5 separate regions of the Mus musculus genome follow, and regions 1, 2, 3 and 5 are each linked to region 4. Evidence: chromatin contacts called from public HiChIP or PLAC-seq data. All regions are on one chromosome and are shown on one strand. The core of a region is the stretch at or near the end of the contact, and the rest is flanking DNA. Distances in the headings are between cores, read along the strand shown.

Region 1 (5,418 bases), core at 2,865-5,364, 280 kb after region 4:
ACATACTTACAGATTTTTACATTTATACCAGATGCCCTGCTACCTATAACACACAGGGATTCTTATTCAGGTAGGTTATGTATTTTAAAAGATTTTTTTGTTTGTTTTTAAATAGTCTAGGCCAAAGCAGGAACCAGTAGACCCCGTGATCAGCCTTCACACGCCCTGGATTCATCCCTGATGTTGTGCATATGAAGCTGAGAAAGGTTTTGGGTTTTTTTTTTCCCATTTATATCCACTGTTCCCATCTCTCACAGGCTAGCTTTTGGGTGGACACTGACCACCTTTCTCCATCACTGGCTCTCCTTGGCTTCATCCTCTGCTGAGGGACATAAGTAATAGAAGGAAAGGCTGATTGGCCCTCCCCCGTGGCATTAGTAGGCCGCGGAAGACTTTGTATCTGTAGATTAACCCCTGTTCCCACAAAAGTACTCTTCCTGACCCCACCCCATCTCTATTACGTGGGCTCCCCCCTTCTTATTCATGTTTGTGTGCATGTGTGTCATACAACATGTGTGTGGGTGCCCACAGATGGCAGAACAGGCAGCTGTGAGCCACCTGATGCCGGGAACAGAACCCAGGTCCTTTGGAAGAACAAGAAGCTCTCTGGACCGAGAGGCATCTCTCCCACCCCCTCTCTCGGATTTTTTTGTAAATTCCCAGTGAGTACTGAATTTCTGTTGCTCCCCAAGTACAGCACGGTTGAAACTTCTGTGTAACATTCATTTTAAAATTCACTTAAACTCTGTGTATTGTGCATCACACGTCTCGGTTTCCATAGGAACAGGAAATGCATCATGCCTCTGTTGCTCACCCCCTCCCTAGTCTCTGCTGACTCAAGGAAAATGTCTGCATGTATCCATGGGTTTTCAGTCACTACACTTGTCCTTGGCATGTGAAGTTGAGGTCAAGAAGTCATCCATTCAGTCAAGTTGATGGCTCGGTGCTTTCGGGTGAGCATGATGGGAAGATCACACCCGTTCTTAAATGGACTTTCGAGTTTTTGAGTATAGTCAGGGTGCATCTGACCACCTGAGACATGTCATGGCATCTGTTGGGTGTCCTGGGCTATGTTAGTGAATGCAGAAGTCATGGCATCAGTTGGGTATCCTGAGCTATGTTATTGAATGCAAAAGACACACAGTTACATTTCGACCTAATCTTTATAAACGAAGAACACGTGCATATCTGGAAATTGGAAGCTTGGGGCCTAGCCTGTGTTCATGAAGACAACTGCTGTGGTCTCTGGGTCATCCTTCAAGCAGTTCAAGCTTGGTCTACTCAGCTTTATGCCTTCCGTATAAAGAGACCCCTTTACGGTGTAATTACAGAAGTGCTCAGGAAAACCAAAGGCTGCAGGGTGTGGCCTGTGATGTGATGGAGGAGAAAGAGCCCTCGGTTTTAATACCTCCCATCTCCGCTATCGAATAGTCAGGTAATGCCTCTGTAACATAATTGCTGGATGAGAACTCCGGGATAGCTTCAGCTCTCCCCAGTTGTTGAGTCCATTAGAGACAGCAGAACAACTGAGCTTCCCAGATCTTCCAGATGGCCCCTGGTCCACTCTTCTAAGTCCTCTCTTGTTTTGATTTCCCTCAGGAGTGCCTCCATTATTAAAACATTTTGTCAAGTTTTACCATCAAGTCATAAAATTCCAGGGAATGACTTCAGGGTTTTGTTTTGTTTTGTTTCCACTCTCTTCTGACAAAGGAAAGATTGAAGGAGTGTTTGGCTTGGGTGGCCAAGGTTCTCAGCCTCTCAGCCTCCCAGCCTCCCAGCCTCCCTGCCTCCCAGCCTCCCTGCATCCCAACCTTCCAGCCTCCCTGCTTCCCTGCCTCCCTGCCTCCCTTCATCCCTGCCTCCATCTCACCATACTTCTGTGCTGGAGACACTTCCTTCTCTTGAATGGAAATGGAGAGTCTCCTTCTTCTTGTGAAGCAGTTTCTTGCACAGCAGTTTCTTGCACTATAGCCACAGTGAAGTGTGACTAATGGGGGTATATTGACTTGTGCTCATCACCAAATGTGAATGTATAAATACATCCCTTGTTTCAAGCAGCTCGAAGCTCTAAGTGGGGCTTTGTTGTGCGATACCCATAAGAATTTACACAGCCTACACGGGGTTCAGGAATTCAGGGTCTGTTCCCTGGGTATACCCAGGGGTAAGATTCTTTCAGATACTTCCTGGAATTGTATAACTCATTAGTAAAAGTCCTCATATGGGGTCTTAGTGGTAAATTTTTTAAAAATGCACAAGAATCTACTTTCACCATAGAAACGCAGTCAGAAAACAAAATAGAGCTTTGGCAAGTTTGCCTTGGAAAGCCAGACAGGCATATTGCCTGGCTTGGTGGATTCTAGATCCAGACTAAGCTGGAACAGGCAGAGCAACTGTTGTTATCAGCATTGTGTTTTTAAGTTTAGGATCCAGATTCTGCATTTGTGTCACAGGTATAAAATTGGCTCTGTGAGGCTAGGGAGAGAGCCCAGGCATAAAGCATGAGGACCTATGACCCAGCATGCATGTGAGAAGCGACTCGGTGCCTCGGGCTCCCACAGTCCCTCAAATCTGCGCAGATAGCTGTGCGCTGGCAAGACTTACCTTAACAAGGTTGGAAAGGTAAGACAGGGAATGGCAGCTGCACAAGGAACAGTGTAAGGACTGGAGAATCAAGCAAGTTCTGGAGAAAGGGGCTTGGCTGTAGACCCAAGGCCCTAGGACAGAACAGACCTTTTTTTGGCTCAGTTTCTATATTATCATCAGCTGGTAGGTGCCTGGGGGGCCTTTGGAAAATGTCCGTACCTAGGCATCATGCCAGCCAATTAAATCGGAGTCTCTGGGGGCAGAAGCCCAGGCTTGGTATGTTGAAAAATAAAAAATCTCCCCTCAAGGGGTTTCACTGTGCATCTGAGGCAGAAACCCCACTGATTTTGTTTTGTAGATCGATTATAAACCTGATCAGAAACCGGCTGCCAGGTATGGGCTGAGAAGGCTCGGTGGTAGATGGTTTACCTGGCCTAGGTGAGACCCTAGGCTGCACCCCAAAACAAGCAATAGCAGCAACGAAGCTATATTTTCCTTTTTAGGGTACTGCATGGGGAAATAGAAATTCAGGAAGACTATGACTAAAATTACAAGTGATTCCAGGTCTCTAAGAAGTGGTGGCTCCCTAGAGAGTGTGGACAGACAGTAGCAGATGTCCCAGCGAGGGAGCAGTGTTTAGCTTGCAGAGGGTATATTCACAGTTTTTCAGAGAAAAACCCTCAGGGGTTTCTACCAAATGGTAACTGTGATTTTCTCCCGTGAGTCAAAATATCACCAACCTTCCCAAGAGAAGCCATGGCCTTCTTGAGGGGAGTTTGATTGACAGAGGGAGGCGTCTTTGTAGTCTATATATGCACCAAGCTGTAAAGATCAGCCTTGTCTTTTACGCTAGTTTGTTTTGGTGTGTGTGTGTGTGTGTGTGTGTGTGTGTGTTTGTGTTGAAGTGTCAATAGAATAACCTGAAAAAGTGTATCCTGGCCTTCCAACTGTGGGATGCACTGGTCCTTAATCTCTCCCATGATACCCTTGTTAAATATTGCCGTGAGCCCCCTCTTTCTTCGACACCTTCCTCAGACCACATTCTTGCCCCCATGAGCAGCATGAGCACACATGGGCCACATGAGCAGTTTCTCTTTATATGCTGTTTTCTTGGTGATCAGACAAACGGGAATTGTGTGAGAAGAGGTAATTTTCACCCCCATTCCCTCTCCTCTGCCGGGAGTCAGACGTGTGAATTTCTATTCGATTGTGTGATTCTCAACCTTGCCCCATCCCAGCCTACAAGGGAGTCACGCCCAATGCTTACCCTGCTCACAGCTGGCAGTCGTTAGACTTAGCTTGTTATTAACCTGTCCCAGAGTCACAGATGGCCTTCCTGGAGGACAGTCCTGCCGTGGATTTTGATGGGATGCTGGTGGGACAGGGTATATATTCAGACTGGGAAGCATAACAAAATTGTGTCTGAGTTGGATAGAATTTACTTCAGACACTTGGTCAGAGCCCCTACCTCTGTCATGTTTATATGTCTGCCTTGGCAGGCTGTCTGTCATCCCTGAAGCCCATGGGTGGCATTTGGACCAATGACATGCCAGCACCATGGCAGCATCTGACGGAAGAGCTCCCCCTCACCTCATCCACCCCTTCTGTCTCTTTTGTCTGGCAGTCTTGAATATCGCCCCCCCCCCTGTCTCCGTGGTGAATGCTGTCATTAGAACCACACAGACTGCTCTGGAGCAGATGTGTGTACCTCCTTATCCCCCAGCAATCAGCCTGCGTGCCCAAAATACCATCCTCACCCAGATGTGTTTAGGTGACTGTTTTGATAACAGTAAAGCATTATTGGAAATATTATTTTAGTTGGGGGCTGGCAGGGTAACAAAGTGCAGTGTGAAGTAAGGGGGTCGCTGATGATGCTTAGGTTTTGCGGGGGTGGCTGCCTTCAGACCTCGTGTTTTGGAAAGGATGTTCACTCCAGAAGTGAGAAGAGATCAAAATCCAGGGTCTTCATCTGAAGGCAGTGTATTCAGATGTATCCAGCCATTCACAGAGAAATGCCGTCACTGTAGGGTGAAGCTGGCTCTCAAACCTTGGGACCATTCAGGGGAGAATCATACTCTCTTAAGCATAGACCAGCTTTGTAGATTCTGGACCCTGTGCCTCAGGCTCATGCCTGCTTTGCCCAGTGGCTACCAGGAGCCCTGAGTTGAGTAGACTCCAGCGCTTTCCTCTGTGGACTTGGAGAGAGTATTTACCTGTGAAACAACCGTAAAGATCCCCTATTAAATCCTCCATGGAATGATGCAGATTTTAAAGCCACACTTATTATAGTGTTACCCTATAAGATGCATATAAATAGTTTCATACAAGTTAGCGGACATTTCTACGGCTATCCATACTTTAAGCCTCGCCATTCTGCCTGTGCTGTGTGGATGATGTCATCATATGGACTATGTGAGCCTCTATGGAAGTCTTAGGGTTTACATGTGACGTGGGCCATGTAGTGCTATGGTGGTTAGGAGACAAGCCCCTGGGCATGGCTCTGAGAGAATCATCTAGAAGACCCACCTAACTCTTATCTATGGGCAGCAGCATCTTGTGGGCTGGAGTCCTGGACCAAATCAAAAGGGAAAGGCCAGCTGAGCACCAGCAGCTGTAGCTTTCTGCTTTCTGATATGGATGCGGTGTGGCCAGCCTCCTCAAGTTTCTGCTGCAGTGGCTTTCCTGTTCGTGAGGGGTGACACCACTGAATTGTGACAATGTGATCCCTTTCTTCCTTAAGTTCCTTGCGTCAGGGTACCTCAGTCACAGCGACAGCACTGATGTCTGATGTGGGTCTCTCTCTCTCAGTCAGGAGGGTGAGTCTTTCTCCCAGCA
Region 2 (4,716 bases), core at 1,865-4,364, 430 kb after region 4:
AGTTAGTATAGAGGTTTTATTAATGAATTAATGAGATAGGAAAATACAGTGTGTGTGTGTGTGTGTGTGTGTGAGAGAGAGAGAGAGAGAGAGAGAGAGAGAGAGAGCGCGCTTTCTGGATATCAGATCCTTAGAACTTATTTTATGAAGCTGCAACTTTGCACCCTTGAGGATTTCTCTCTGAGTCCCCTTCCGCCCTTCAGTCCCTGAACACCACCCTTCTATTTCTGTGGGTTCAGTACTGTAAACCTCACCTAGGAATGATGGATGCGGTGTTTTGTGTTTTTGCCTCATGTGTCGTCAAAATGGGAGACTGCCGCTCTCCCTGTGGCTGATGAGTTCACACACCACATCTTATTTATCCACTCGTCCGTCCTCAAAGCCTCCGGTTGTCTCCATAACTTGGCCATTATGAAGGATGCCTTACTGAGCAGGGACGCACATCATCCAGATATGGGTTTCATTTCTATGGCTGTACACCAAGGGAGGAGGGCAGGCTGGATCATAACGTAGTCCTGTTTCTAATTGTCTGGAGAACTTCCATGTGATTATTCATAAATGGCTCTAGGATTCTACCAACGCTGCAGCAGAATTCTCTCATTTTTTTTTCTCTCTGTGTCTTCACCAACACTGTCACCATTGGTAGAGGCCACTCTAAGAGATGTGAGGGACCTCATCCTCCAAATGATCAGTGATGGCCCAGTGCCTTCTAGTGCAATTGGTGGCCATTTGCATATCTTCTTTTGAGAAATACCTCTGGATCCTTTGCCCCCTTTTAAGTGGATTGTTTTGTTTTCAACTGCATTCAACTAAATGGGTTTCTTACACACTTTGGATGTTTGCTCCTCAACAGCTCCTCAGGGCTTCAAAACATTTTGACTATTGTGTTCTATTGACTGTCAGTGTACCGCTACACTGATTGCTTTTGTTATTGTGTGGCAGCTGCTTAGTTTCGGGTGATCCCATTTATCTAGTCTTCTTGGTGTTTGTGTCCTGAACTTTGGGTTGGCCCAGCAATATTTTTGGTATGCATGGATATATGTGTGTGTGTGTATATGTGTATATACACACACGTATACATAATGTATATATACATAATGTGTATATATATATATTTGTATTATATGTGTATGTGTATATGTATATACACATACATATACATATATCAATGTGCTTGTCCCCACTTGCTTTCCATACATTTATAGACTCCAGGTCCTTTTGAGCCAGCCTCATGTGGATATTCAGCTCTGTCAATACCATTTACTGGAGATACTTCTTTCTTCTGTCAAATCAGTTGCCTGCAGATAAGAATTTCGGTTTTGAGTCTTCTGTTCTACTATTGCTAAGCAAGTCTATTTGTGGGTGGGTGTCATACTGTTTTGATGATTGTGGCTTTGTAACAACTTTTTAGGTCAAGTACTGTTATGGCTTCTGCTTTGCCTATGTGATTCTTGATTCTCCCCCTGACCACCAAGCGGGGGGGGGGGGGGGTGCGGTAAGGGAGTGGCTAATCAGTATGTGTTAAAGCCAAACCTTTAGAATCATGTCCACTCCAGTCCTAACTCTGACCTATTGATCTTTGAGAACTCTTTAACTACTCTCAGCTCTGGTTTTACCTGCAAATATGGCAAAAAGTTCTTCCTGGCATTTCTTTGAAAGCTAGAGCAGTAAATGTAAAGAAATTAAGAGAGGACCAATGCAGACCAGGAGGTAGAGGCACTTACGCTAAGACTGATGAGTTAGCTTTGATGCCTGGGACCCCGTGGTGGAAGGAGAGGTTCAGGTTGCCCTCTGACCTCCACGTGTGCCCCTCAGCATGTGTGCCCCTCTGTCTCACACTAGTGAATCAGCTTTTCGTGGCTAAGAAGAAATTAACATAGTATATCGCATGTTTGATGAGTCCTGGTAATTAATAGCTGCGGTTCTGTGATGTTGGACTGTGGAATCTGCCTGGGATGTCAGCTACCTGGGAAGCTGAGGCAAGAGGACAGTAGGTTTTAGGGCAGACCAGGAAATACAGCAAAACCCTGTCTGGAAAAAACAAAGGGGGTGGGGGAAGTGCCAGTTTCATATGGTTCACATCATATTTTCAATAGGAAATCCCAACGTATCTAAGTTGTTCGTTAAGAATTAAAATCAATGTTAAGGAATGTTGATAAGATTATTAGCTGTACTATGACTTGACACTATTAATCTTCATGACTGCTAATCACACACTTGTAGATACCTCCCCCGATAGCAATTCTCCCATTGAACACTGTCATCGATCAATTGTGTGAATATGATTATGATGCTGCCTCAACTAATACACTAGCGGATTTTATTTTCTTTCGCTTTCTGATATTCTGTATCTAACCAAACCACAAGTAGACTTATCCTGGGCATTCCCAGAATCTGAGCCCACTAGTTTAACTTCTTGCCTCAAAGTGCGCAGGAGGGGACCGAGTTTGAACTAAATAAAATAGGAGTGCCACTCTGCATAACAATAGACTTCTGAGCCCCCTTGTACCAAAGTGTGCAAACAATAAAATGTCGCCAGCGTGTTGTGTCGCCAAACCTAATAATCTGAATGGAGTCATTTATTGTTTCCTACCCCCGACCCCCAGTGACAAGAGCATTGAGTCAGTATTTGTCACTGTATACACATATTTTCATACATCTGCTCACCGGTACAGCTAATATAGGGAAAGAAAATAGATAACATGCAGACTGGGGCTGGAGAGATGGCTCAGTGGTTAAGAGCACTGACTGCTCTTCTGAAGGTCCTGAGTTCAAATCCCAGCAACCACATGGTGGCTCACAACCATCTGTAATGAGATCAGATACCCTTTTCTGGTGTCTCTGAAGACAGCTATAGTGCCCTTAAATATAATAACTAAATAAATCTTTTTTTAAAAAAAGTAATATGCAGGCTAATGGGATACCAGAGCCACAGAACATGGTTACATCTGGAAGGGACATCAGAGCAGGGTGCAGAGATGGCTGTAGAGAAGCAGGCAACAGAAACTAGCTCCCTGAGCGACTCCAGGCAGCCAGGGCACAGGACCCAGCTGATTAGCTTGCTATTTTCAGAATCCCACATATCAGGACTAAGACCTCTGGGCTTGGCTGCAGGCCACAGATATGATAAGTCCTCAGTGGATTCTGGGAGATACTACACTGCTTGCAAGGCTCCCTACTCTGGTCTGACCCCACCCCTCCATTTAAATAGCCGCTTCTCTGGCCAGCTCCTGTTTCCTTACTAGGAGGTCGGGGAGACGTCTTTACGTTTTCCAAGGCGGATATTTTTAGACAGGATGTTCTGCCCCAAGTGTTAACTAATTGAGTTATCAGGTTTCGTATTTGGCCTCAGAGAATGGCCGTGGAAGAGCCAGAGGGCTTCCCAGAAGAAGTAAGCATTTAACTGCTTCTAAATTAGTGGGGTTTCCCCCCCTTATGCAACTGTTGCTTTTTAATGATTGTATCCTTAAATATATGCATGTATGTTACTGGGGAGGGGAGAGATGGATCTGTTGCTAAAGGCGTGAGCTCAGGACACGTAAGACGTCCTTTCTATGTTGCTGGGATCTGGACTGGAGGTATGTTTTGCCTGTGATGGAATGTGGAGTGTGTCCTGGAGCGACCCGGCTTACGAGGATGCTGCTTAATAAGATGGAAGTAGATGGTGTGTGGCTGGGGACAGGGGAAAAGCTGGTGAAGGAGAAAGCGTGAGAAGTTTCCTTGAGCCACACATCTCTCAAAATAAATCCTAAGGCATGCGACACAGCTTTTGTGGCATGACAGTAAGGGGGACTGTGAAACTTCTCACAGTTGGGGGAAGATAAAAGTTTAGTTTGGAAACTCAAAATAAACGCATGACGAGGTTATCACTAAAGGCTGGAAACGTATGTTATCTCCAATCTGGTTGACAAACACCTTATATGTAAGTGTCATCGTCGACTGACTTTCAAGAGTGGACTTAAATAAGCCATTATCTCCTTACAGGATCCTACTCTGAAAAGGTAGAGGAGGTGGGTGTTTGGTTTATGCAACTAAAACTTTGAGGTATTTGCTTCTAGGCAATGTATAGGACTGCTAAGATGGCCATGCCGGGAAGGGCTGTGCGTGATTGCGTGATGTTCTGCGTCTACCTCTGCCCTTCAGTCAGTATAGCTTGCTCAAGAACACCTGTGCTTCCAACAGAGGGGGGTGTGCTTTACTCTGAGCATATCAGATCCTGGGCACAGAGTGAACATGTCGGTTATAACGACTATAACAGAGACACTATAAAAAAACAAGAACATGGCTACTCATTCAGGAAGTCAGGCGTGCTGATGGTGTGAGAAAGGAACTGTCATTCCTCAGTCAAAAAAAAAAAAAAAAAGGCAATCTAGAGAATTCTGCTATGGTTGTAAGTAGATTCAGGTGTCATCTTGGTACACTTCAAGACTGAGTTCTCTTAGCTGCAGTACTGACCCTCGGTGACCTTTGGGAAGTGTAACTACATTACAGCTAATGGATGGAATTTTAACCTCTGAGGGCCTCGCCGCCAACATTCCGTGTGCCTCAGACAAAGGCCTTTTCAAAGGAAGCTTTGAAATTCGCAATATAGCTGTACACATTGTAATGTGCTAGGGACAGGAACGTACTGACAAGCATTCTAAAAAAAAACAAAAAACAAAAAACAAAAAAACCCTGTGTCACCCTAAAAGTAATCAACTTACTCACCAAGAATTA
Region 3 (5,213 bases), core at 2,701-5,200, 300 kb after region 4:
AGAGGATAGTAGAGACAGAGAAAGGCAGAGAGAGACAGAGAGGGGGAGGGGGAGGGGAAGAGAAATAGAGGCGGGCCATGGCCATGAACACACAGAAAGTGGGGGAAGGGAAGAGCCCAAGAGGGCAAGAGAAAAGAGAAGGAGGAGGGTGTAAGCAGCCCCTTTATAGTGGGTCAGGCCTACCTGGCTGTTGCCAGGTAACTGTGGGGTGGAGCATACCTGGCTGTTGCCAGGTAACTGTGGGATGGAGCTTAGACAGAATGTTAACATTACCACAACCCTGGCAACCTGAGTCTGATTCAAAAAAAACCTATATAAAGGTATAAGAGGAGGAAAAATCACCCCACAAAGATGTTCTTTGACATCAGAATATGTGAGAGAGTATGTGTGTATATATTCACACACATACACACATTATATACATACACACATACACCATTACACACACACACACACACCATTACACACATACACATACACACACACCATTATACACACACACACACACACTAAAATCTGTTTGAAGGAGAAGCATAGAACACAGACCACATTTCAAAAACATATTTTGACAAACCAAATGTTAAGTGTCACTGTGAGAGTTCATCTCTACTGAGCTGATGTCTGTCCTTAAATTTTAGCTTGGTTTTGGAAGCAGAATTCTAGGAAGTGGCCAAACTCCTTTACATTTGCCACCACCAGTGTATTTTTGAGGACCAATCTAGATGTCCAACCTGATGGGATTTTGAATCACCCAGAAGAACCTCTGGGTGTGTATGAGGTGGGATCTTTTCTTAGAGGTTCCATTGGGAAGGGAAGACCTACTCAGGGTGTTCGCAGCCCTGAATGAAATCGGGCCTGTTTGCCAACTGTGGATACCACGTGGCAGCCTTGTGTGTTCTCGCTGACACAGCTTCCGCTCATCTTCACACACTGTAAGCCAAAGCAAATATCCCCCTTCTTACGTTGTCTTTGTCAGACACTTCATCACAAGTAATCGGACCATGTCCTCTTGCCCCGCTGTCTCAGGAACAGTGTTTACACACCCAACAAGATCTACACAGAGCCTCGTGTGGCTACCGCTTAGAACGTCAGACACTTCCACAAGTCCCTGGCTTCCTTTAGCGCCAACTCTGTGAAACCGGGCCTTGGTTACAGACAAACATCAGCTCTTGGGTCAAATTGGCCATCCAGAGCATCATGGAACAAGCAAGGTTGGAGCCACTGGCCAAAATTTTCTCTCCAAATAAACTGAGATGATCAGTTACAATACCTATACACACACGCTCAGTTGGAGGTGGGCCATGGCTTAAAAGGAGAGATTTCAAAGGACTGGGTAATCAATTTTTCTCTTCCTCTAGGGCAGGAAGCTGCTTCCAGCAAATACAAATGCTGGAACCCCCAAAGCTCTTCACAGCTGGCTGGCTGAGGTCACAGGAGGCAGAAGCCACCTCCCAAGGGATCAGAGAAAATACACAGGTCACTATCACTGAGCCATCCCGTCCCTGCCAGGCTGTCAGGGAAGGAAGAGGCACAGCTGTGCAAATAGGTTAAGCATTTTATAAAGTGGGAAACCAAAAAAAAATGTTAGTAAGGGAACCGTGTCCCACTCCCCCCCCCCCCCCCCCCGCCCCAGCTTGGCTTTTTGGTGCTAGAGTAAATCTTACATACTCTGTTTCTTCTAGCTGAAGGGAAAGGGAGGCTGTGAGAGTCATAAGCCTCCTGAATGGTATAATGAGAAAATCAACTCTCAGTGTTCGTTGGTGTCTCATTTCTCCACCTGTGCCGTGGTGGTTTCCTGTCGCCTTTTGATGCCATGGCCCCCTACAGTCCTCAGCTCCCTACAGTGACAGGATTGTTTCCACTTTGCATCCACAGGCTATAAACAGCTGGAGTCTTGTCTTAAAATGTATCTATATAGTTACTTATCCTTGGGGGAGGGGCTCTCCTATGCCAAGGGTGCATGTTGGAGGTCCAAGCACCACTGGGAGAAATCATGGTTGCACCTTCTGTGGTGTGAGCCACAGGAATTGCTGAGCCATCTCTTCTGTCTTCAAGATGGGGGCCTTTCAGGACATAGCATGAGCTCTCTCCCAGCTGTGTACATAGAGTGTGCCCTATACTGTGATGTAGATGAATGAGCTTGGTGCAGGATGTCCTGGGAGCTGGGCTACCTGCTGCTGAGTCTGCTGAGTATAGTGTTAGTGTCGGGATCCGTACTGCCTTCTTTCCTCTTCTGAGGAATGAAACCACACAGCGTTTGAGCTGGGTTTTTGGTTTTTGGTTTTGTTTTTTTTTTCTTTTTTGAGCTGGGATTCTTAAGTAGTCTGGGATGGCTCTATACATTGCAGCTACAGAGATGGAGGCTTGTCATTCCTGAGTTTGGGAGGCGGGGACAGGCCAATCATCCTGGCCTACTTGATAAGTTTGAGGCTGCTGAGAGAGCTTCTTTTAGAAAAGAAAGGGAGGGCAGTGAATGCGGCACAGGCAAAATGGCTCAGCCGGTAAGAGCACTACTCTTCCGAAGGTTCTGAGTTCAAATCCCAGCAACCACGTGATGGCTCACAACCACCTGTAATGAGATCTGACTCCCTCTTCTGGTGTGTCTGAAAACAATTACAATGTACTTATGTATAATAATAAATAAATCTCTGGGCCTGAGCGACCAGAGTGAGCAGAGATCTTAAAAATTCAATTCCCAACAACCACATGAAGGCTCACAGCCATCTGTTCAGCTACAGTGTACTCATATACATAAAATATATAAATCTTTAAAAAGAGAAAAAGAAAAAGGTGGGCAGTAACTAAGGTTGACCTCTGGCCTCCACATACATATGCATCCCATATCACATATATATGCATCATCACATGCACAAACACACATGCATATATATGCACACATGCATGTACATACATGTACACACACTCATGCACATATATGCTCATATACATACACATGGCATGTACACATAGCACACATACATGCACACATTCACATATATATATATATATATATATATATATATATATATATATATATATATACATGCACACATGTACATACATGCACACATGTACACATGCATGCATAGATATATACATGCATACACTCAAGTACATAAACGCACATACATACACACACATATACATGCATGCACACACATGCACTCACACATACATGCACGCACACACATATACACATGCACATACACACATGCAAACACACACACACACACACTTGTAGGATAGGGGCTCTCCTCTAAAACTACAGACTCTACCTCAGCCTTCCCTTCAGCTTGTTTTACCAAATGCTTTCCAACCCCTTCATTCTGTTCATAGGAACAAGGCTGGCAAGAGCCTACTTTTATATCAAGATCAGCAGTGAGTGTCCCTTTCTGGCATTCGTGGGGGAATGCATGGGTACATTTCGCCTTGGGAATACCTCAGCTTACAATGACCTTGGAAACCCTGCTTAGTCCTTTGCACAGGGGCTGTCAAAAGTTGGTGTGTGTGTGTGTGTGTGTGTGTGTGTGTGTGTATGTGTGTGTGTGTGTGTTTGTGAAAGCGCGCGTATGCGCTCTTGCCGGAACAGTTCGAGCTTTCTCTCTTTGGCTAACCAGGGACAGATAAAAGACCTTTGCTCTCTGTTAGAAGCCTGTCTCCTTGGGGAGTATGCTTCTATCCAAAGTGGTCATAGAAGAAAACTTCTATTTTTGCCTTTTTTGCAGACTAGGCTCTCCCTTCATCCTCATGCCCCCGTGTCACCGGCTGGTGTTTTTAGAAGGCTTTAAAGCGAAAAGCCTGCTTTTCCTGTACTGTTCCCGTATCTATTTGGGGGAAGTCCTTTCGTCTTTGAACATCCAAGGCTCCCTTTCCTCATCAAGTAGACATGGCTGTGAAGGGTTGCCTGTGTGGAGTTTGGCAGAGCTTTGGGCCCTGGGAGAATGCCCAGTCTCTCATGCCTGTGGTATTTCCTGCCATTTGGTGGGGTTGTTTCCGATTACCTTGACTAATGGGCAAAGGTTTGTATTTTAGGCAGATAACTTCCTGCTTCCGAAACATTTCTCATACGCAAACCCCAGAGCTATCCAAGGATCAAGTACAGTTGCCCAATGCCTAAGTAAAGGCGTCTAAGTGGCACTTGGCTGCCAGGTACTTGCTGGCTTCCATTCCACCTTTTAAAAAGATGTTCTTATTGAGGTTGCCCACAGCAACAGCAGGAGGGTCTGATCTCTTTCCTCTAGGTAATACCCCCTCCCCACCCCACCCCGCCCCAAACAACCTTTTGGGTTGGGTCTGCCTTCAAAAACCTGTCTTGCCAATGCTGCTTGAGAGACTTAGTCAGCTGCAAGGTCTGCAATGCAGAGCAAGCAAAGAGAGGGGAGGGAGGGAGGAAGGGAGGGAGGGAGGGAGGGAGGGAGAGTGAGTGGGTGGGGAGGGGGAGTGTCAACAATTGCATTTTGATAAAGCTGTCACTGAGTGTCCTTTTCAACTGACAATTGTTGCCAGAAAGTCTCGGAATCCGTCTTCAATCTGGGACTCCTAGGACTCCGCAGTAATCCCAGGAATAGACAGACAGGCTCGTGGCTTTTGTGAAAAATACCAGGTGCTCCCAGATGGGTGCTAACCTAGTCCCAGTGAGGCTGTTCTGGCCCTGGTGAGGAATGTGGCCACGGGGCATGATGGAGCCTGCTCTGAGAGATGATTTTTTTTTAACCCATTGGATGCACATATTCCATTCTGATAGATGAGATAGTTTTCTGCTTGAAAAGAGATGTTTCCTATTCTGTTCTTTAAGAAAGAAGGTGTGTGTGTGTGTGTGTGTGTGTGTGTTGGGGGTGCCTTTAAAAAACTGGCCTTTTTTTATGGCTGCAAAGTAGAAAAACTCTTTACATTTTAAAACTCCACATGAATAACCAAGTATAGGAAGGATTAGGGAATAAAGACACCAAGCCCCTGGGTTTACTGTGTTCTCAGAGTGGGTGCTCAGCAGGTCCCAGGCTGCCTGGCCGTCCCTTGCTGTTGCTCCCCTGAACAGAGGTTGTCCTTTTGAGAGAGTAAGTGGCTCCTGGAGACCAACACTGCTGATAAATACCAATGATTGCATTTCGTACTCTGAACATACAGCCCATCCTGTGTCTCTGAGTCCTCTTCCAGCCAGTGAGACACCAGAGAGCTGCTGTCTGTCTTCAGTGGCCGTGTTCTGTTCCCGATTA
Region 4 (5,204 bases), core at 678-3,177:
ACTCAAAGAGAAAGAAATGTCCATAAGCACCTTAGAAGAAAGAATGGAAGGTGTTGTGCTGTGCTGGCTAGCTTTAGGCCAGGTCACATTGTCACAAGCTGAAGTCATCTTGAGAGGAGAGAACCTCAGTTAAGAAAATGCTCCCATAGGATGGGGCTGGAGGCAAGTCTTTAGGTCAGTTTCTTAATTAGAGATTGATGGGGGCGGGCTCAGCCCGTTGTGGGTGGGGTCATCCGTGGGCATATAGGGTCCTGTGTTCTTAAAGCAGGCTGAGCAAGCTATGTGAAAGAAGGCAGGAAGCAGCCCCCTCCATGGCCTCCTGCCTCCAGGTTCCTGTCCAGACTTCCTCTGAGGCCGAACTGTGACGTGGAAGTACAAGACAACTAAACCCTTTCCTTCCCAAGTTCCTTTGCTTTGGTCATGGTGTTTCATCCCAACAACGCTAAGACAGTGTGTTTGCTAATCATGCTTTGAAAAATATCACGAACAAGGGAGAAACAATTTCTTGGCTCACAAAGAATGGTAGGAAAAAGGTGTGCCTTCTCCTTGAAAGCCCTCTGCCACGGGTGACAAGATCCTTATGAATGAGCATCAAGGAATGGCTGACCTCTCGTGAGCTGTTCCTTACAGATCTCTTTCCACAGTAAAATCAACTCCATGGGGTGTGGGGGCACAGCCAGGAATCCCAGCTCTTGGCACTGCACAAGGAGGCAGCGGCTCAACAGATAAAAATTCAGAAGGAAAATGTAAACCCGTCCAAGGGTCCTGCCAGGCATCCCACTGAACCCTGGGGATTCTCAGACACATAAGATTGACTCTCAACTATGGAGATTATGTTTAGGAAATTTCAACGCATCCCCCCCCAACCCCCTTTCTTCAATACAGAGACTTAATATAACTATAGAGCATTAAACGTTTCAACCACCTCTGCACAGACAGCAAAGAGTTAACATGTCTTGAAAGCTGGGCTTATTTCCTTCCAACATTTTCCAGTCTCCCGGGCCTGCTGTTAAAAGCTGCCCAGTGTATCCAAGTTGGGGGCAGGCGATGGTGGCCCGCACATCAGAACCTTCATCGGTATTTATGTTTTAAGACGATCAAGGACGCGAAGGCATCCGCGGTTCTCCCTCTCTCTCCTTCTTTGCCTGGGTACAGTCTGTGGCCTTAGCACAGGCAACTAAAAATAAACGATCCTACACTTTCTTGGTTCTGCACCTTGGTAGGAATAAGCTTTTTAAACGACCACGGGTCTGTTTCTCCGGCAGTACCGACTTAAGGCCTCCGAAGGCAGCTGGCCTGGTGCAGCCCAGCTCCACACTGGCAGCCAACAGGGCCTGGGACATAACTTGGCACCCCGCCCACACCCGGGCCCACTCCAGCGAGGCCCATCCAGTCTGCAGGAACCTGGAGCTCGCGTAGGGGCCTGCACGTCCGCAGGACCCGGGGCTCAAGTGAGCCTTGCCCTTCCATAAGGGACCGCTGGATCGGGTGAGCCCTGCCCCCCCCCCCCATAGGGATCCCAGGCTCCGGTGAGCCCTGCTCCTCCATAGTGTCCCCAGGCTCAGGTAGGCCATGCTCCTGCATAGGGGACCCTGGCCTCAGATGAGGACATGCTCATCCATAGGGTACCCCAGACCCCGGGCTCAGGGAGGCCATGCCCGACCATAAGGGATCCCGGACTTAGGTGAGGCCCTACCCGTCCACAGGAGACCAAGATCTCACGTGGAGGCCCTACCCGTCCACAAGGGATCCCCAGGCTCACATGGATGTCCTGCCCTTCCCCGGGGGAACCCCCAGATCCCGTGGAGCCCCCGCAGGCCCAGCCTGCACCCAGTCCGACTCACGCCATACCTCTCTGTCCCGGCTGGGGCCACACCGCAGTTCCGGACTGCGCGGACGCAGCAACTCCAGGAGCTTAGAGGCCGAGTGCCAGCAGTTTCAAACTCGCCGCGGTAAAGCTCCCGGGATCCGCCAATCCGATTGCACGTAGACGTTCAAAGGAGCCAATCAGAGCTGAGCTACGCTTGGGCGGGGCTGCCTGGGAGCGCAGAGCGCGAAAGGGAGCGGAAACCGCGGCCAGAGGAATTGCAGGAGGGCGGGCGCCAACTGACTCTTGAGCTCTGTTTTCCTTCCAATATCGTCCTGTTGTTTCTGGACAGTCTAATCTATTCTCTTTTTTCTCCAGCTACCTTTCTGTGTGTAATTTCCCTCCAAGACTAACACAATTCAAATGCATTGAATTTAGATAGCCAGCCACCAAAGTGACAGTACCACTACATCAAGAGCTTGTTATTAGCTGGGCGTGGTAGCACACACCTTTAGTCTCAGCTTTCGGGAGGCAAAGGCAGGGCAAATTTCTGAGTTCGAGGCCAGCCTGGTCTACAGAGTGAGTTCCAGGACAGCCAGGGCTACACATACAGAGAAACCCTGTCTCGAAAAACCAAAAAAAAAAAAAAAAAAAAAAAAGAGTTTCTTACTTTTATTTTGTTTTGTTTTGAGACAAGGTTTCTGGGTGTAATTTTGACTGACCTAGAACTTGCTCTGTAGACCAGGCTGGCCTTGAACTCACAGAGATCCTCCTGCCTCTGCCTCCAGAGTACTGGGGTTAAAGGCGTGTGCTGCCACCACCACCTGGCTATTGCTAACATTTAAAATTACTTTATGATTATGCCTTTCAAAATTCTATATTAAGCTGGGATAATATAAATAATATATAATATTAATATATAATATATTAGTTTACATATGTATGTGTGTATATATATGTGTGTGTGTGTGTATATATGTGTGTGTATATATATATATACATATATATATATATATATATCTGAGGATTGTGGCACACACCTTTAATATATGTATATATATAATATTAAGTTTCACTATGGAATTTTCAGACAATATTGGTCTGTGTTAATTCTTCTCATCCCTTCTCCCAGTAACCCTAGTCCCCGCACCTCGTAACTGCACGCCCCCAAGCCCATAGCCCTCTGTGTCCTATCACCATGTCCATGACTCTAATCCCCCCCCCCACTCGGGCAGCCTTTCCTTTCTAGTTGGAACCTTATATACACACTAACATATGAACATTACATGCTAGGATCCGCCTATGAGAAAGAACATGAAGTGTCTGTCTCTCTATGTCTGTGTCAGGTAACTTGATGTATTTTCCAGCTCTCCCGTGTTCCTGCAGATTATGTTTTTTTCAATGAGTTTTTAGCAGCCAGCAGAAGGATCACATTTAAAGTACCTTAAGAAGACAAGAGGATAGGAACCAATGAAACACTGAAAGACACCCTCAAAACTGAAAAGAAAAAATGCCAGCCTGTTTCTGTGATTATACACTTATGTATTCATTATGTATACAATGATAACACACTAAATGTTTTGACATATCTCCACATAAGAATGTTAAATATTGGGCTGAAGAGATGGCTCAGAGGTTAAGAGCACTGTCTGCTCTTCCTAGAGGTCCTGAGTTCAATTCCCAGCAACCACATGATGGCTTATAACCATCTATAATGAGATCTGCTGCCCTCTTCTTGTGTGCAGGCATACATGTGTGTAGAATACTGTATACCAAATAGATAAATCTTTTTTTTAAATGTTAAATATTCCTTAGAAATCAAACCTTCACAAATCTATGAACAAACAAAATGTCATCTGTTTTATCGGCTCTAAGTCAACACCAAAAGCTCTATCTTGCCACCACCCTCAGACCACATCCTTCAAAGAGGCTGTGCTCCACTTTGAAAAGATTCTCAACTCCTCAAGAAAATGAAGCAGTGTGGTGTGGGACCAGAGAGATGGCTCAGCCATTAAGAGCATTTGCGCACAATCATGAAGATGGGAGTTCAGATCCCTCCACCAACAAAACAAACCCAGCATCCTTGTAAATGCCTGTAACCCCAGCTCTGAGGGAGTCCACTCTGTCTTCTCATCTCCATAGGTTTGCATAGGTACTCGAATGCACACAACACACACACACATGTGCACACACACAGACATACACACATAATTAAAATAAACCCTTTTTAATAAAAAAAAAAGTGAAGCAGCATGACAGAGCTGAGGATAATGAGGGGCAGTCTAGGATGGCAGCTGTCTTTGCCTGGACTTCATAGGAGGAGGAAGGCACATCATATCCTCTTAGACAAGACTAATACAGGCTAGAAGACCTGCATCAGAATGAAGAATAAACTAGCTTATCGCATGGGAGCCCATGTCTGCTTCCCCCACTCCGTGATGGGTCTCTATTTGGCTTGACCCTATGCAGGTCTTGCGTGTGCTTCCACAGTCTCTGTGAGTCCAAGTGAGTCTCAAAGACATGGTTTCCTTAGAGTCATCCATCTCCTCTGACTCTTACAATCTTTTTGCCTCCTCTTCCGTATAGATCTGTGAGCCTTGAGGCTATGGGGGCTGATGAACACATCTCATTTAGGACTGGGTGCTCCAAAGTCTCTCACTATGGCCACATTGTCCAATTGTGAGTCTCTGTGTTAACTCCATCTCCCCATTCTGTGCAAGAAGCTTTTCTGATGTGGGTTGAGCTAGGCACTTATCTATGTGTATAGAAGTATGCTATTAGCAGTCATTTTATTGCTATGTTCCTTTAGCAGGATAATAGTATTTGGTTTCCCCCTAGGTCCATAACTTACCTAGTCTTAGGTCCTTGGTCACTTTCACAGTGTCAGATAAGAGATCCATCTCATGAAGTGGGCCTTCCGTCCTATCACAATGTAGTTACTTCCATAACATGTGTCACTCTTGTGCCACTGTGTCTTATAGACAGGTTACTGTTGTAGGTCACAGGGTTTGTAGCTGAGTAATATCATGTTCATTTAAAAACACAATACTGGGAGCTGGAGAGATGATTCAATAGCTAAGAGCGTTTATTGCTCTTTCAGGTGAGCCAGGTTTGATTCCCAGCACCAATATAGAGACTTCAAACCATTAGTCACCCCAGTTCCTGGAGAACCAATGTCCTTTTCTGACCCTCTAGGAAGCCAGGAATGACATGACACCCCAATGTACTTACAGGCAAAGCACTGACACATCTAAAGTTAAAAGAAACAAATGAAATTCTGTGGGGCATTGGGAAGACAAGTCCTCATAAAATAAAACTCTTTATTTCAAAAATTAATAAGTGTCTTAGTTAGGCATTCTATTGCTATGATGAAACACGTATGACCGAAAGCAAGTTG
Region 5 (5,034 bases), core at 1,489-3,988, 510 kb after region 4:
AGCATATACAAACCATCACAGCCTCTCTCAAGATTTTAAAATACAGCTTCCTCTGAGTTCAAATTGTTGGCACAAACATTGGGCAACATGAAGGGTTCCAGGTTTATCCACGAACCAAGACTATTGAAAATACTTCTTCACATTATACAAAATGGACTGATGGCTTTCATTTTCTGTCACAACTATTGGGAACCTAGTCCAGGGTGGTTTTGCACACCTCTAATCTCAGCACTTGGGAAGGAGAGGCAGGAGGATCAAGAGTTCAAGGTCAGACTGGACTATATGAGACACACACACCCCAATCTCAAAAAAAAAAAACAAGCAACAGCAACAAAACCCCAAATATTGATAGGAGCTGGAGAGGCGACTCAGTGGTGAGGAATGCATACTATCTTCCCAAGAACTCTGGTTCAGTTCCCAGCACCAGCATGGCAGCTCACGACCACCTGTAACTCCAGTTCCAAAGGACCCAACACCTTCTCTAGTCCACGTGGGCACTAGCCCATACACATTACATATATGAGTATACAGGCAAAACAATCATCCACATAAAATAAAAATAACTCTCAACACGTAGTGAACCTTGAGAGAATTTGCTTACATTCAGAGAGGTAAAGATGAAACACCCCAGGCTTCCCCTTTGAAGGAATGAATACGTTCTACAGCCTCAGAAAACGACAGGGGGCTCTTTTTCTTTGTCCTGACACTTGGATGGCATGCTGGAAAGACAGTTTACCTTGCTCAGGAGGAGTGCAATGGCATGCATAGGTACTGCATGCCTGGTTCTGTAGAAGAGTCTAACTAGCAAGCTCAAGACAGTCCCTGCTTTCAATACTTGCCATTCCATCACAGGTGCAGGCACCCTCCTGAATCTCCTGTTTCCCCCTAGTGTGCTTTGGTGACACTGACGTCCAACTTCTCTGAAGTAACTCAAACCAGCTAGACACCGAAGTAGCCCACAGCGATCCACTGTCAGCATCCTGATGATGCCCCTTTCTTTAAAAAAAAAAAGTTAAACAATAAATAACTCACTGTTGGATTCTATTCTGAGCCCTGATGTGAGTTTTTAAACCTAATAACATCCTCTTGAGATGTATTTGTGCATACCAAGTGTCTAATTCCAGAAAATGTATAATCACATCTCACGTTCACACTTAACAAATCGGTTTGTTGGGAGATTTATAACACATGAAAATTGTGTCATATTTACAACCCCCAAATCAAACCAAATAGAATGAATGGAATTATATTACAGAATTCTCATGTTATTCATAAAGTTAAGTATGATATTACTTCAACACATAACATTCATAAGATTGACATTGATATATAACCAATGATAGTTGGGTTATGATCATGTAGGGTATATATTATAGTCTTCAGACAGTCACAACCATCAAGAGCTTTAGCTAAAAAATCAGATGAGGAGACTGGAGAAAGAGAAAGAATACAGGTAGATGATAGGTAAATAATGAATGAATGGATGTATTGATGAGCATTCTTTTAGCTTAACCTTCTAAACAACACTCAATCTGAAGCAAAACAAGAGACACAAAACCCACTAAACCAGGATAGAAACATCAAATAATATAAGGTTGTATTCTCTCCAAAAACTGCAGTTTATGAGTAGAGAAAGGCCAGAGGGTTTCACATTCTTTTCCTTCACCTTTTATATATATATATATATATATATATATATATATATATATATATATATATATATATATGTGTGTGTGTGTATATATATATATATTCTTTTAGGTTTGCATATGCGTGCATGTAGGTACACGGGCTATAGTGTGGGGGCGGGGGGGAGGGTCAGGTGACAGGTTGCGCCTTTACATGCTGAGTCATCTCACCAGTTCCTATTTTCATTTTAATTGCATGAACAGCGCCTGAACAGTGGCACAATCAGGAAGAGAAGGAAGAGAGTCTACGTCCATATATAATGTCAGAAATGAAGTCTTGATTGGAAAAGAGTACTGGATGTGTGTATGGATTAGTATTTGTCGTAGTAGATGAAGCCCAGTGTTTCAGAGACAAGTCTACACGTGAACTCTCATTGCGACCCTTGGCTTCCTGTGCGACCTTGGATAGTTGCATCAACCCCCCAGAGCAGTTTTCTGATCTATAAATAGAGCCCCTAAGACCTCTCCCATGGAACAGTGGTCCAAATAAAATAAGACCCCAAGTATAAAGCTCATGTAACAGAGGACATTAAAAACGGCTCCATTTTCTCTTGGGTTAACTCTACAACTGCCTATGATTTAAAGCAAGGGCCAGTCAAGGTTTGAGTGGGTGGAAATGCCAACATAAAGAATGAGCTTTTCTGTTTTCTGTTAAACTCTAATCACTGTTCGTTGGTGTGTCTTGACTGCCGTACCAGCCCTTCTTGGGTGCATTGTTGCTTGTTTCTTTTCTGTTCTCCACTGTTTGAATATAACCATCTACTTTACATTCAGAGCATCCCCGAGTTTCCCCGGCTTTACCTCCTTCTCCATCTCTAGAATGGGGAGGGGGGATGCTTAGGAAAGAAAGAGGTGAGCGGAGTGGACACAAACCAAAATCAGCACATTACTTCTGGAAATTCCTCTCCCAACCATGAATGCATATCCCTCTAGTCTTGGCTTTGTGCAGTGTCCAGATGGTAAGGGTCTGTTCTAGATAACATTCTCTGGTGTGACACCCTACTGTCCCTAGCTTTCTGGTCCAAGTCCTGCTCTGTACTGTGCACAAAGGTCAGACTGAAGGAAGGTCTTTTGGGTCTCTGTGTACATAAGGCTTGGCTCTTTGCATAACAGGAGAGAGCATTCTTTCCAGCCAGCAGCACGAAGCTCCCCCCCTCACTTACAAGATTACTGTCACCAAAATGAAATAGAAGCCCAGGGCCAGCCTGTATGGGCAATTCAAAAGTCTGCCCAAGGGAAACCCATTCATTACATTAATGCTTTAAAAAAAAAAAATCTAGGGGATTGGAAAGAAAATTGCCAACCCTTCGCAATTCCATTTCCTGCCATAATGTCACCATGGCAACTCAGCTTCCCACTCGATCCTGTCTAGTCTGTTATATATGTGTGGTATGGAAGTGGGCTCCCTCACCTCCCCCAAAGTTGCCTGTGCCAAGAATCTGTCAGATGGGCGTTAATGTTACATGAGGTTGGAGAACAGCATTTTTTTTTTCTTTTTGGTCCAGGACTCCTTCCTTGTAATTGACACTTTACATACATACATTGCAAGTTTGCAGGGGTTGGTTTAAAAAAAAAAAAAAAGAATTCTTGTAACAAACAAACAAACAGGATCCAGCAACATTTGTGTAATTTGAAAGTGAGGAATATGCAAGTGTTTTGTTGGCAAGCACGTTATCCATAAAAGCTCTTTTATAAGCTTGCAGTATCCGGGTTTACAAGAAAGGAAAATCTTATTAGAGCAAATTCTGAGAGTTAGCTGATTGAGTCATGCTTTCCAATCTAATTGACCAACAACTTCCTCCAGTGAGAATTTCAGAGGGTTGGGATTTGGGGTGGGTTTTTTTTTGTTGTTGTTGTTTTTGTTTTGATTTTTTTGTTTTGTTTTGTAGTTGTTTTTAAAGGATGAGATATTTCAATAGTGTTTCAGCATTTAATAAAATGAATCCAAAGCAAAAGACGAAGCAAGACCTGTGAGATGACTCAGCAGGGAGAGCAGCTTGCAGCCAAGCCTGGCGACCTACATTTGGTCCCCAGGACCCACACGGTAGAAGGAGAGAGCCAGCTCCTGAAGTTGTCCTCTGACCTCCGCACATGCATTCCATGACACAAACACGCACACACAAACGAAGGAGGGCAGAGCGGAAACATCCTTTTTCAATCATGATCATCCAACTAGGAAATACTTGCATAATGATTAGTGTGAACTCAGGTGATGTGGCTCAGTTAGTAGAATCTTGCCTGGTATTTATAAAAGCCCTGAGTTAGATCCCAGCATCACACAGAAGGGATGTGTTGTCATGATAATCTCAGTACAGGAGGGTTAGAAGTTCAAGGTCATTCTTCCACCCTCATAGCAGGTTAGAGGTCAGACTTAACTACCCAATACATTGACTCAAAAACAAACTAACAAGCACTCTTGAAAAGACATCCAATCACTCTGTTCATTAACTTAGTAGTTGGGGGATTTTTGTTGGTTGGTTTTATTTTGTTGTTTGTTTGTTTTGTTTTCTTTTGGTTTTCTGATATAAGGCCTCACTATGTAGTCTAGGACAGCCTCAAACTGCCTTTTTTAGTTCAGGCTATCCCCATGCTTGCTATGCCCCTGTTTCAGTCTCCCTGGCACAGAGTATCCCATCATGCCTTGTTAGATTCAGTTGCCTCTTCATCGTTTATCTTACCTTTGGGATTAGGGGAGGCTAGACTAATGTTGAAGAAAAAAGTATTCATGATACTTATTAAAGAATGCCTAGAAATATGGCTCAGTGGTTAAGAATGCTTGCTGCTGCTCCAGAGGAGCCATGTTTGATTTCCAGTGCCTATAAGCACCTGGAACTACAAGTACAGGGGATCTGGTGTTCTCTTCTAGTCCCTGTGGGTACCTGCATACATGTACATGTACATGTACACATGTAACAGTAAAGATACAAATTTTAAAAGTTGATAAGTCAAGGGGCTGGAGAGATGGCTAAGTAGTTGAAAGCACTGACTGCTCTTCCAGAGGTCCTGAGTTCAATTCCCAGCAACCACATGGTGGCTCACAACCATCTGTAATGGGCTCTGATGCCCTCTTCTGGTGTGTCTGAAGACAGCTGCAGTATACTCACATACATAAAATAAATACATTTTTATTTTAAAAAATTGATAAGTCAGGCAGATTTCTCTACTACAGAGCCTCACTATAGAAACCCAAGGGAAGAGAGAGCCCAGCTCAACTTTGAATACAAGGAAAGTTAAAGGTGTGATGTGAAGCAGAACTCCAAAAGTTACTAAGAGATAGCATCATGGGGTGGAGAGACTGTAGCCAAAGCAACATCGCAGACAGAACCCTTTTCTGAAGGTAGATTCC

Evidence for each region. HiChIP or PLAC-seq counts read pairs in DNA pulled down with a chosen protein or histone mark.
Region 1: an H3K4me3 HiChIP or PLAC-seq map of the SCID.adh cell line shows a contact between it and region 4, with 9 read pairs. The contact joins the enhancer-like site here to the promoter of Cdk1 in region 4. A contact is called at or near these places in 6 of 484 Hi-C or Micro-C datasets (the C2C12 cell line, the MC3T3-E1 cell line, embryonic somatosensory cortex and 3 more), 5 of 115 datasets of contacts at active chromatin or transcription factors (the SCID.adh cell line, embryonic forebrain, embryonic stem cells and 2 more) and 1 of 9 other capture datasets (embryonic stem cells).
Region 2: an H3K4me3 HiChIP or PLAC-seq map of the SCID.adh cell line shows a contact between it and region 4, with 9 read pairs. The contact joins the enhancer-like site here to the promoter of Cdk1 in region 4. A contact is called at or near these places in 1 of 484 Hi-C or Micro-C datasets (embryonic stem cells), 2 of 115 datasets of contacts at active chromatin or transcription factors (the SCID.adh cell line and extraembryonic endoderm stem cells) and 2 of 9 other capture datasets (adipose tissue and embryonic stem cells).
Region 3: a contact with region 4 is called in a CTCF HiChIP or PLAC-seq map of the NIH/3T3 cell line, with 9 read pairs. The contact joins the enhancer-like site here to the promoter of Cdk1 in region 4. A contact is called at or near these places in 9 of 39 promoter capture datasets (the 3T3-L1 cell line, 3T3-L1-derived adipocytes, HPC-7-derived erythroid cells and 5 more), 1 of 15 datasets of contacts at CTCF or cohesin (the NIH/3T3 cell line), 32 of 484 Hi-C or Micro-C datasets (3T3-L1-derived adipocytes, the AML12 cell line, the Ba/F3 cell line and 27 more), 16 of 115 datasets of contacts at active chromatin or transcription factors (the NIH/3T3 cell line, the SCID.adh cell line, astrocytes and 10 more) and 3 of 9 other capture datasets (adipose tissue, embryonic stem cells and pancreatic islet).
Region 5: an H3K27ac HiChIP or PLAC-seq map of embryonic stem cells shows a contact between it and region 4, with 9 read pairs. The contact joins the enhancer-like site here to the promoter of Cdk1 in region 4. A contact is called at or near these places in 1 of 39 promoter capture datasets (embryonic stem cells), 1 of 15 datasets of contacts at CTCF or cohesin (the NIH/3T3 cell line), 8 of 484 Hi-C or Micro-C datasets (the AML12 cell line, the C2C12 cell line, cardiomyocytes and 5 more) and 6 of 115 datasets of contacts at active chromatin or transcription factors (the NIH/3T3 cell line, embryonic stem cells, epiblast stem cells and 1 more).

What each region holds. Positions count from the first base shown.
Region 1 is chr10:69,632,292-69,637,709 of GRCm38.p6, forward strand. All of the region lies in intron 1 of Ank3 (ankyrin 3, epithelial), which reads left to right. Among named protein-coding and RNA genes, the nearest start is that of Gm33464, 72 kb to the left of the region's middle. Within about 2 kb of position 4,115, at least 29 of the 459 cell types and tissues checked have an H3K27ac peak or open chromatin away from gene starts, as enhancers often do. A contact at or near this core is called in the SCID.adh cell line and embryonic forebrain, where this site is marked.
Region 2 is chr10:69,782,282-69,786,997 of GRCm38.p6, forward strand. All of the region lies in intron 1 of Ank3 (ankyrin 3, epithelial), which reads left to right. Among named protein-coding and RNA genes, the nearest start is that of Gm33416, 82 kb to the right of the region's middle. Within about 2 kb of position 3,115, at least 34 of the 459 cell types and tissues checked have an H3K27ac peak or open chromatin away from gene starts, as enhancers often do. A contact at or near this core is called in the SCID.adh cell line and extraembryonic endoderm stem cells, where this site is marked.
Region 3 is chr10:69,648,836-69,654,048 of GRCm38.p6, forward strand. All of the region lies in intron 1 of Ank3 (ankyrin 3, epithelial), which reads left to right. Among named protein-coding and RNA genes, the nearest start is that of Gm33464, 88 kb to the left of the region's middle. Within about 2 kb of position 3,951, at least 47 of the 459 cell types and tissues checked have an H3K27ac peak or open chromatin away from gene starts, as enhancers often do. A contact at or near this core is called in the C2C12 cell line, the N1E-115 cell line, the NIH/3T3 cell line and 6 more, where this site is marked.
Region 4 is chr10:69,350,985-69,356,188 of GRCm38.p6, forward strand. Cdk1 (cyclin-dependent kinase 1) reads right to left here and starts at 1,928. Exons shown (of 8, transcript NM_007659.4): 1 at 1,852-1,928.
Region 5 is chr10:69,856,328-69,861,361 of GRCm38.p6, forward strand. The region is part of intron 8 of Ank3 (ankyrin 3, epithelial); the gene reads left to right. Among named protein-coding and RNA genes, the nearest start is that of Gm33416, 7.5 kb to the right of the region's middle. Within about 2 kb of position 2,739, at least 57 of the 459 cell types and tissues checked have an H3K27ac peak or open chromatin away from gene starts, as enhancers often do. A contact at or near this core is called in embryonic stem cells, stem cell-derived neural progenitor cells and stem cell-derived neural stem cells, where this site is marked.